Regions from separate parts of the Anser cygnoides genome. Here region 1 is linked to region 2. Evidence: chromatin contacts called from public Hi-C data. All regions are on one chromosome and are shown on one strand. The core of a region is the stretch at or near the end of the contact, and the rest is flanking DNA. Distances in the headings are between cores, read along the strand shown.

What was found. Hi-C and Micro-C count contacts between places; a contact is called where the count stands out from the background.
Region 1: a contact with region 2 is called in a Hi-C map of granulosa cells, with 1.6 times the contacts expected there. The contact joins two enhancer-like sites. A contact is called at or near these places in 2 of 7 Hi-C or Micro-C datasets (granulosa cells and liver).

The regions. Positions count from the first base shown.
Region 1 is chr2:94,791,396-94,796,680 of Taihu_goose_T2T_genome, forward strand. All of the region lies in intron 1 of LOC106045020 (poly(rC)-binding protein 3-like), which reads left to right. Among named protein-coding and RNA genes, the nearest start is that of MOCOS, 220 kb to the left of the region's middle. Within about 2 kb of position 3,751, at least 1 of the 3 cell types and tissues checked has open chromatin away from gene starts, as enhancers often do.
Region 2 is chr2:94,438,779-94,444,347 of Taihu_goose_T2T_genome, forward strand. The region is part of intron 5 of MOCOS (molybdenum cofactor sulfurase); the gene reads right to left. Among named protein-coding and RNA genes, the nearest start is that of PTPN3, 120 kb to the left of the region's middle. Within about 2 kb of position 2,728, at least 1 of the 3 cell types and tissues checked has open chromatin away from gene starts, as enhancers often do.

The sequences.
Region 1 (5,285 bases), core at 2,501-5,000, 350 kb after region 2:
AAAAATAGTTTGGCTTCTTTCAAGCTATCCCTTTGAAAATTTGATTTGATATCCCCTCCTTCCTATATTGTGAAAAAGATTGAGTATGTGTTCCATACTTACCTTCTTTGGGTGTTTCATGACGCAGTAAACCTCTGCCTTCTCCCTTTCTGTCTTCTATCATTTATTTTTCATTGTTAAAAGAGTGCTAGTCTGCTGCTTCTTGCCCTCTGCGGAAGCTGTTTCAGAAATTCCATTGTGCCTGCTGCCCTCCCGTGTAGAAGCAGGGAAAAACCTAGAGTGGAAGGAACCTCTGGAGATCACCTGAACCCACCAGCAGTTGAGAGCCAGGTTTTGAACTAGGTTACCCATCGCCCCCCCCAAAAAAAAACAAGTCCTGAATATTTCAAGCAAGGGAGACACTGCCACTTCTCTGGACAAGCTACTCCAAAGTTTTGTTGTTCTCACAGTGAATAACATTTTAGTATTTGCAGATGCAATTTCTTTTTGAAGCTCCTTATGCCCTTTGATTCTTATCCTGCATTGTGTCCTTGTGAAAAGAGTACCTCCATCTCCTCCATAACTTTGGGAGAATGTGATTAGACTCTGTCTTGCCCCTTCTCTTCTTTAGTTTGAGCAAGCTGAATTCCTTCAACCTTTCACCACACATCAAGGTCTTCAACTCTTTAATTATCTTGAGGGCCCTCCACTGGATCATATCCAGCATTTCACTGTGTCTTTTGTACTGGACGTTGAAAACTGGATATGTTATTCTAGGTGTGACCTAACAAATGCCAAGTAGAATGAAACAGTGTCAATCTTTATCTGTTGGTTTTACTCATGCTGATGCAGTCCAGGCTCCATTTTTTTTTCTTTTTCTTTTTTTTCTTTGCTACAAGGATGCACTTCCAGCTTATGTGTAACTTATTCTCCACTGGGACTCCCAGGTCCTTTCTAGGTGAGATATACCCAAGCCAGTAAATCCCTGTGCTGCTGCTTGGGAATATTCCCTCCCAGATGCAGGACGTTACAATTGTCTTTGTTAAAACTCATTCAGTTTGTGTTCACCCAGTCTTCCAGCCTGTTGAGGTCTCTGTGGTGTAGTGTATGATATATGTGTTGTCAAGTCTTGCTCCATTCTTTCTCACAGAGTGGGGAGCAGAACTGTGTGCATCGGTGAAAGTATGGGTCCAGGCTAGTTCTGCACAATAGCATAATGAAGACTAATTATTATTATTATTAGTAGTAGTAGTATTACTATTATAATAATAATTATTATTATTATATCAATAATACTATTGATATATTAATATGTTGCATGATTGTTATTATTATTATTTCTCTGTTGCTTTGATGACTGTCAGTAGTGTTATATATGTCTTTTTGACCACCTGTGCAGATCCGTCTGGATCTTTTCACAGAACTGTCTGGTGATTCTGAGGTTTGTTTCTTCAACAACATATCTAGGTCAGACACACAGGTGTGTTTTAATAGTTAGAGGATATTTTCTTCTTTCCATATATTCCTTTGACTGTATCAACAATATCATCTATTGTTTTATTGTCTAGTTTTTCGACTTGGAAAAGAGACAAGTGAGATGGGGTGTATTTAAATTAGTTAAATACAAAAAGATAATGTTAAACAAGAACAAGTATTTAGTGTTTCTCACAATGCAAGAAGCAGGAGTTGTCAAAAGAAGTTGCAGAAAATTAAAATATAAGGAAATACTTTCTTTCTAAAATATTTTAGATGATAAAACTAATCATGATTTGGATATAAATTTGAAAAATTTATTTTGAAGTGATCTCTCAAGACTAAGTAAGGGCAAAACAGTCCGGACTTAGGAAGTCCCCAAACCATTGAACTAAAATTTCTTAAATTTCTTCACTTAAATGATTTTTTTTTCCCCATCCATATCTGTTATTAGCTGTTGTTAAAGATAGAGTATTGGACTATATGCTGTGACCCAGTACAATCATTTGTAAGGATCTTATGTTACAGTTATGAAGAAATCCTTCATCAAGTGCTCAGTTGATCTGAATAATTCTTTAGCATCTACCTCCTTTTTTTTTTTTTTTTTTTTTTTTTTAAGGCTCTCAGAGATTCAGATGTTGTTCTTACCTCTAAAACATAGCTCTGGTATTTCAACATCTAATCTATTTTAAAGCAAATCATGGTGAGAAAGTCCATTGCAAATATCCAAACAAAAGTGCACAGAACTTTGTTGGAAATATTTGTAAGCAACAGCTCCTATACAAGTACCTGTAGGCATAGCAGGACAAACCAAGTCGGTGACCAGGATATGGAGCAAGCTTTTCCAAATTCCCTGAAGTCTGAGATGAAGAATCGATATATAATAATAATTATAATAATTATTATAATAATTATAATATATAATATGATATATAATATAAATATATAATTATAGTAATTATTATAATTATTATTAGTACTATTATTATTATTATTTAATAAATGCTGGAGGCGAGTCCACAGGCTGTATTTCTGAGCAGTGTGTGGCTGAAAACAGAAATAACTAGTGATGGTTACATGACTTTATGTTTTATTCTAGAAATGTTACACATAGCGATAAGATGAGCGGAAATGGTGTCAAGTTGTACCAGGGGAGGTTGGGGTTAGATATTAGGAGAAATTTCTTTAATGAAAGAGTTGTTCAGCATTGGAATAGGCTGCCCAGCAAAGTGGTTGAGTCAGCATCCCTGGAGGTCTTCAAGAAACATGTAGATTTAAAACTTAGTAGCATGGTAGTGGACTTCAGTACTAGGTTAAAGGTTGGACTATATGATCTTAGACGTCTTTTCCAACCTGAATGATTCTATGATTCTATAGCAAATTTACATCCTGTGTCTTCCTTTTCTGTTTACACAGAGCACCACTACATTTTTTAAACTGCCTTATCTTTTCCCAGGTTCATTCTCTTGTTTTCTAGATATTTGTTTCTCATCCTTTGGCATGCTTTCCTATTAAGAGGGTTTCAGTTGTAGAAATTTTGTTCTAGAATTTCTTGCAAATTGTTATATTTTCTTGTTTCACTAGCAAAACATGGAAGTACAACCTTGGTTTGAATATGTTGCAGTTAGTTCTGGGATGCAGATTGAAGAGTCTTTATGGTTTGGGATTGAGATATTCTCTCTCACCTGCTTCCTCATCTGCTTTGCTAGCAAAGAGGGTGGAGATGAGATCAAACACTTTCAGCATGTACTGCCACTGAAGAAAACACTTCTGTCCTCTTTCCACCCCCCTGTTTTATTGACTTGCTTCAGCCCTATGTTACCACAAGTGTTTCTGGGAGGAACTGGCCTGGGTTAAAACCACAAAGGCAGCCAGAACAGGAAGGTCCCAGACTACTTTTGGTAGCAGCATCTGTGCCATCTTAAAGTGTTAAAACTATAGCTCAAACAGGCTTTATTTGCTAATATTTGCAACTCCAATGAACAGCTTTTACATTTCCAAAGGGCTACATAACAGGGTACTCACATATATATATGTCAAAACTGGTCCCTTGAATTGGTACTGTACATCTACATCTGTTATTTTTTGGTTTCCTTTTCTGACCTTTGATAAGGAAATAAAAAAGGGGTCTTTAACAGTAAAGCATGTAAGACCTCAAAAAGCAGTGTATAAGAGGTTAATTTGTAATTCGTTTCCCCATGAAACTGCTTGAATGTTCCCCATTGAGCTACTTGTTAGTGTAGAAGTCAGCTTCTTACTAAATAAAGTGGTATCAGTAAGTGCTTGTTAGCTGAAGAGATGGCCTGCAACTGCACATTTAAGTTAATTTTAGCAACTATTCAGACAAGTTCTCACCTCCTCCCCTTCACAAATATCTTCTAATTCCCTAGGAAAAAGGCTGTAAAAAAATGAAAAGGATGTTTCCAATTAGTGTGGCTTTCACATATTTAAATTCTGTGTCTCTCTGCCAGATAATTGAATAAAATGAGATACATTCTTTTGATCTTTGTAGAGATGATCTAGGCTGTAGATATTGTTTCATTATACAGTTCATGTTGACATAGATAGTATTATGCCACTTATAGCTTCTTTGGCATGGCTCTGGAATCGAGTGTTCAGCAGTGATTAATGACCAAGAGTACACAGACCTACTGTTGAGCTTAGGATCGCTCTAATCTCTGCTCCTGTTCTTTCTTTCATTTCCAGCATTTGTAAATGTGGCTTCTTTGAATACAGCTTTCCTGGGACTTGTACTACAGTTTGTACTGCCAGCAGTTATCATAGTGGTAGCACAGAGCTAATGATCATTAAAATATCAATTGTCTTATTTCTTACTTGTTATTTTATCTTTTCCTTTTTATTTAGAATTCAACACAGAAAATACTTTTAAACCTGCACTAGGCTTTTTTCAGTCCTTGCACACTGTACAATCAATTAATACCTTTTGATATGTTATGCTGATTAAGTGATATGTGTGTTAACATAAATATTTAATTGTTAAAGGAGAGATCACTTTGTCCTAAAGCTTTAATTAAATTAGATGCTTTTCAGATGATTGCCAAGATGAAACAGTCCATTATGAACATTTGCCACTGCAGGAGATTTCTGCTTATTGAAAGACAAAAGGGTAATTTGATCTAGGATTGTTGCAAACTGTATGAGTCCTTCATACTGATAAGGAATTCTCCCTCTTTTAACCTTGCTATGTACCATAGTAATGAATTTATGAATCTTTAAAGTCAGTCACATCACTAAAGTGGAGATATAGTGTTAGCACTGTCAAGTAAATGATAAGGATGAAAATACATTTACATAACAGTTAAAAAGATCAGAGACAATACCAATTTGTCAATAGTTCTTATTGCTTTTAAAAGGAAAACTAACATGATAAAAGTAGGCACGTGAATCTTTATTGTATACCAACTTGAATCTGAATAGTTCCAATGACGTAGTCTTAAGATGGCAAGCTGGAGATTTAGACAAACAAAATATCCTTGACATTGGGCTGCTGAGGCACCTGAACTGTACATCCTATGAGATACCTCTGTGATAATACAAAATCCAAGTGTTCCATTACCAACCCAAAATGTTCTGGTTTGGGGCAAAATATTCCTTTTTGCAGTTTTGCCTAATTATCTGAACATCTTCCACAGATCAGAATCCTGTCTTCTGATCTGCTGTAGACTCTGTAGTCATGTGTACATCTACTGAAAACACGTCACAGCAGTTCCCTTCAAAATGTAGTACAGCTATGCATAATGCATGATAAGACTAGAGAGATGTGCTATGTGAATCACAGTTTTAATGTCCCAGTTTTCTAGATATTATTATCT
Region 2 (5,569 bases), core at 1,478-3,977:
GGTCCCAGGCAACCTGCTCTGGGTATCCCTGCTTGAGTAGAGGGTTGGACAAGGTGGCCTCCAGAAGTCCCCTATCAACCTCAACCATTCTGTGAGTCTGTGAACACAGTTACCTAACTCACTGCTCCCCTGAATATTAGTATGTACATGATTCAATAAAAGTCAAGTAAACTTTGTGAGTGAGAAAAGGAGCTCAAGCCTCAGAAGTCCTCATCCTCACCCTATCCATTGTAATTAGCCTTCTTTTCATGGCCCCATTGACTTCATAAGAGTGTACACACAAATGAGGTCTGTCTCACTTCCATGCTTGACAAGATCATGGAGCAGATCCTCCTGAAAACTATGCTAAGGCCTATGGAAAATAAGGAGGTGACTGATGACAGCCAACATGGCTTCATTATGGGTAGATCGTGCCTGAAAAATCTGGTGGCCTTCTACAATGGGGTTACAGCTTTGGTGGATGGGGAAGAGCAACTGACATCACCTACCTGGACTTGTGCAAAGCATTTGACACTGTCTTGAATGATATCCTTGACTCTAAATTGGGGAATGTGAATTTGATGGATGGACCAGCTGGTAGGTAAGGAACTGGCGGGATGGTCGCACTCAAAGAGTTGCAGTCAATGCCTCAGTGTCCAAGTGGAGATCAGCAATGAGTGCTGTACCTCAGAGGTTGGTATTGGGACTGGGGCTGTTAGAACGAGTCCAGAGGAGGGCCATGAGAATGATTAAGGGGATGGAGCACCTCTCCTAGGAAGGGAGGCTGAGGGAGTTGGGGTTGTTCAGCCTGGAGAAGAGAAGGCTCTGGGGAGACCTTACAGCAGCCTTCCAGTACTTAAAAGGAGCATACGAGAAAGTTTGAGAGGCACTCTTTATCTGAGAGTATAGTGATAGGACAAAGGGATTGAATGGTTTTAAACTAAAAGAGGGTTGATTTAGATTAACTATAAGAAGAAATTCTTCACTCAGAGGGTGGTGAGGCACTGGCACAGGTTGCCCAGAGAAGCTGTGGATGCCCCATCCCTGGAAATAGGGAAGGCCAGGCTGGATGGGGCTTTGGTCTAGTGGAAGTATACCTACCCGCGGCAGGGGGATTGGAATTAGATGATCTTTAAGGTCCCTTCTAATCCAAACCATTCTGTGATTCTATGATTATACTGTAGAGGTTCTGATACATCAATAGGTCACAGAATCACAGAATCGTCTAGGTTGGAAGAGACCTCCACGATCACCTAGCCCAACCTCTGACCTAACACTAACAAGTCCTCCACTAGACCATATCACTAAGTTCAACATCTAAATGTCTCTTAAAGACCTCCAGGGATGGTGACTCAACCTCAACTCAGGTCAGGGCTTAGTTTCACAGAAGCCATCTGATGCAAAGCAGGTAAGTCACCTCTCCTGTATTAACCCATGTACATACACTAAGGTACTCAGAACTGCAAGAACATCAGAATTCAGTTAGTGTTCACATTGGTAAAACCTTGTTCAAAAGATAATCTGAATAGGAATGAGGCTCCACAGTTTAAGTCAAGGATAAACAGCATTCACATACAATGTGATCAAAAAATATACTGATTGATTAGTAATTTGCTCTACTATGGTAAAATAAATAAATAAATAAAAAGTAACTTCTTTGATTAGAAACACAATGGTTTATTTTGAACTACATAAATAGAGTTGGTATAGAGATAGATTAATCACTACAATTTATTAAATGTCCTCCCATCTTGCTTTCCTGGTTGTTCACTACTATATACTTCTCTTGATTTCAGTGATAGGGAGAGAAGAGGCCTGGGATTTTATCATTCTTGTTAAATCACCAACCACTACCTTGAAGAAACTGAACTAGCACATGGAGAAACTTTACTTTTATCAGCTCATTAACAACTCTGATTTATAGCTACCGCAGCTCAAGGAAGGCCTCCAAATTCTTATGTTAACAATCAGGGCTGGAAAAAAAATGATTAGCAGAGAGAGAAAGCAGACAAGAATGCACAACTAATGACAACACTCCTGTCTTAAAGCCTGTATCTGGGAATGACAAGTGCAAGAGCGCACTTTATCACTCCTCAGGATTCAGAGCAACAGTTCTTCTAAATCACTGGTTCTTTGTAAGACAGTGGCATTTCTGCTGGTTTTAGTAAAGACAGCAACCCATAACACAGTATCACTGAGGGTACTAACAAGTTCAGCAGCTGCCATATTCCTCATGACAATGCTGTTCTTTCTATTTCTTCCCCATGTGCTTTTATTTTATTTTTAAACCAACAGTTAGATGAAGGTGTATAAATCATACCAAAAACCAAAGGGCATACTGCTATCTTACTTAAAGCAGTTTTACACCAGGGTGCTTCCAGTAACTACAAAAGTAAATCCTGATCTGCAGTATGGAAGTGCAACTAGTAGGACACCCAATACATGTATGTAATTTCTTCGTCATCCAGGGATTAAACTATGCACGTAAAGATGGATGGAGGAGGGAAGGCAGACATGGGTCATACTAACTGGTATACACGAGACTCTCTGGTGTTAATAGTGTATGGTTAAACATTACTTGGTGAGAAAACTGAGATCAGTGAATCCAGCATCCTTTTATACGGTAACACATGAAGCTCCCTCAAAGCAAAAATGCCTCAAGTTTCTTACACTCATTAATATCTGGGGAGCTGCAATGCACATAGCCCTGCCAAAGGAGAAGTTCTCAGTAACTGCAGACTTCAAGAGCTCAGTTGTCACTGCACGAGCGAAAAGCCCGTCAGCAATGCTTCCTGCCAGCACTGGCCTTGGCAAGCCAGTGCCACAGCACCTGCGCTGATCCCCCAGGTATTAGTTGCTTTGGCTTCCTCCTTCCAGATGTCTCCCAAGCACGAGAAGACTCTGCTACAAATCCCTCCCCTGCAATAATACTGCTTGCCACCAAATGCCTTCAACACAGAAGTCTTACTAGCTGCTTTGTTTGAACATAGAACAATTACCTCTTGCCAAGTGTATATCTTCTGTCAGCTGTGCAGCACTTTTTCTTCATCAGCTCAGCTTATAACAAAGACATTTTTCTTCTTATTTTAGTTCCTAAGAAGTGTATTTTTCTCTTCAGCTGTATTATGCAAAAACACCCAAGACATTTCTGTACTGTACTACCTCTCCCTGTGTTATCTCTACAAGTCTGAGGAAAGGCTGACATTTTTAGTCCTTGCCTAGCCCTCTTCACAGATTAGGCAGCTTGCAAATACAATCCACATCAATATTAGTAAATGTGCATTAGAACAAAACCAAAAACATAAAAGCAGTTTTCATTTCTAGAAATAAACCTTATATACAGATTAAACCCTCCAAAAGCAGCCTTGGCAGGATTTTTTCCTGCTAACTCACTTTTTCATAGCTTCTGAAATCAAGCCCTAGCTGTTCTGCTCTGCTTTCAAGGGTATAAATTATGTGTAGTTTGCATTAGTCAAGTCACAAAAGAAAACTAAGAAACCTAGACTGACATAACATGCTAGCAGCAAGAGCTGGTAGCAGTACATAAATAACTTTCTTTCTAGTTTGTTCTCTAAACCAAGTTCATGCAGGGATAGAAAATAGAAAACAGAAACAGTCACCTCACTAACCATGAAAGGAAAGGAGAGATTTTTGTCTTTTGACGTACCTAGTAGTGTCATTATCTGGGAATCAGAATACCTTTTGGCTTTAAGCATTTATTTTTTTTTTTTTTTTTTTTTACAATCCTTTCATATTTATAAGTCTTACTTTTCTTTCTGAAGCCAGATTTTAAAATGTCCTCTCTTTAGTGTACCCGTATTTTCATATTTAGAGTGTGGATAGAACATCTTCTCCCCAGTGTCAACTTGTTGAACATTTTTTTTTTCTCATGAAAAAAGACATCAACAAACCCTATTGATCTTCCAAGTGCAGTTACAGAAGGTGTTAATTGTGAGCAGTGAAGTGAGGAGACTTGTACAAATTGCTCAGGTTTCTTTTACATTACAGTTCCTTGTGGCAAATGGTTGGCAGAGGGAAAGTAAAAATTTCCATCAGTGATTCATCCTCTCTCAAACCAAGGGGAGGGTTTCCTCAAAAGTGAAGAATTTTATATATTTTGGCCAAAATGGAGCATCCACTTCCAACACGCCTATCACATGCCAGAAGACACGTATTAATGCCATCTTTAATCTTAAAATAAAAGAAAAAAACCCAATCCATTAAAAATATGAATGAAAGCAGCACCAAGGATGAAAGCAGTAAAAAATCACAGGTATTACACCAACTGTCCAAGTGAAAAGCCAAGATGATGGCAGGAAGCAGTCACAAATCTCTACACAGATGAAATTCCAGTGATCCTTGCCAATCTGATCAAGGAAAGAAAAATATTTTCTGACCCTGAACTGGATAATTTGTGAAACCATAAGTATTTAAACATGACACACATGAGAGTCTGTACAGTACCATCATCAGGAGGCTGTCCAATATCCCACCACTAGCTGCAACCAGTCCTTGATATATGAGACGATGGCAAAAACTAAAACATGGCAGAAAACAACTCAGAAGCCCCAACTTTCAAAGGCCAAGGTAAAAATAAAAATTAGCCTTACCATTTAGCATCCTGCACTGTATTTTTTTTTCAGCTGTTATGTGGTATAATTGACTCTACGAAAGCCAGCACAACCTTTACTTTCCAACAACCAATCAACAACCAAATGGCTTTAAAAAGGACTTTAAATTCATCATGCTTAGGAGACTTAGTCTGCATTTCACTATTCCTTCCAATACATATTACATTTTACTGTGAAAAGGATTAATGTTTCCTGACTGAATAGACATCATAATTAAAGTAGCACTTCCAAAATAATTGCCAATGATGTACATTAGCTTCATTTGTAAAACTGATAAATATTTACTAATAAGAGTGCATAGCAGCTAAGGTCAAGTTTAAAGATCCTAATATACAAGATGTCTGAAAATGCCTTAAATACTCACACACATCATGATATAACTTTGGCACGAACTATGCCTTCTTGATAAATGGAAGTTGAGACAGGTCAAGGACTTAGTTGGGATGATATCAGACTTGGAAACAGACCTCTACTTATCTCAGCACAGCCTAATGATGAAACCTTCCATTAGTGATCTCCCTCTCTATCTTCAATAATTACACCGGTCAATCCAACTACCTTACATCCCAAGAGAACTTCAGCAGTGCTTTCATTACACAGAAGAGAACGCTTAATAACAAAATCACTTTGTTTATCTTGCTTGTTTCTGCTCCACGCTATTTCCAACCCAGAATGAGAAGCACTTTTTGTAGTGGGTGAATGCAACCAGGAGCTACAAGAAAGCATCATTCAGAAGTGATTCCCATCTGACAGTGCATTTTGCCACTGGAAACTCTGACAGTTGAAGTGGAAGAAATATACATAAAGTGGATAAGAACAAATCTGCAATCCTGGATTGCAGAGCATTCCTACAGCATGTGATAGCTTTATTGCATACATGCAAACGCCAATAATCTATGTTCAAAAGGAACAGAGTTCCTTCAACAGAAATTAAGGAACCTGCAAAGCTTCAATACTCT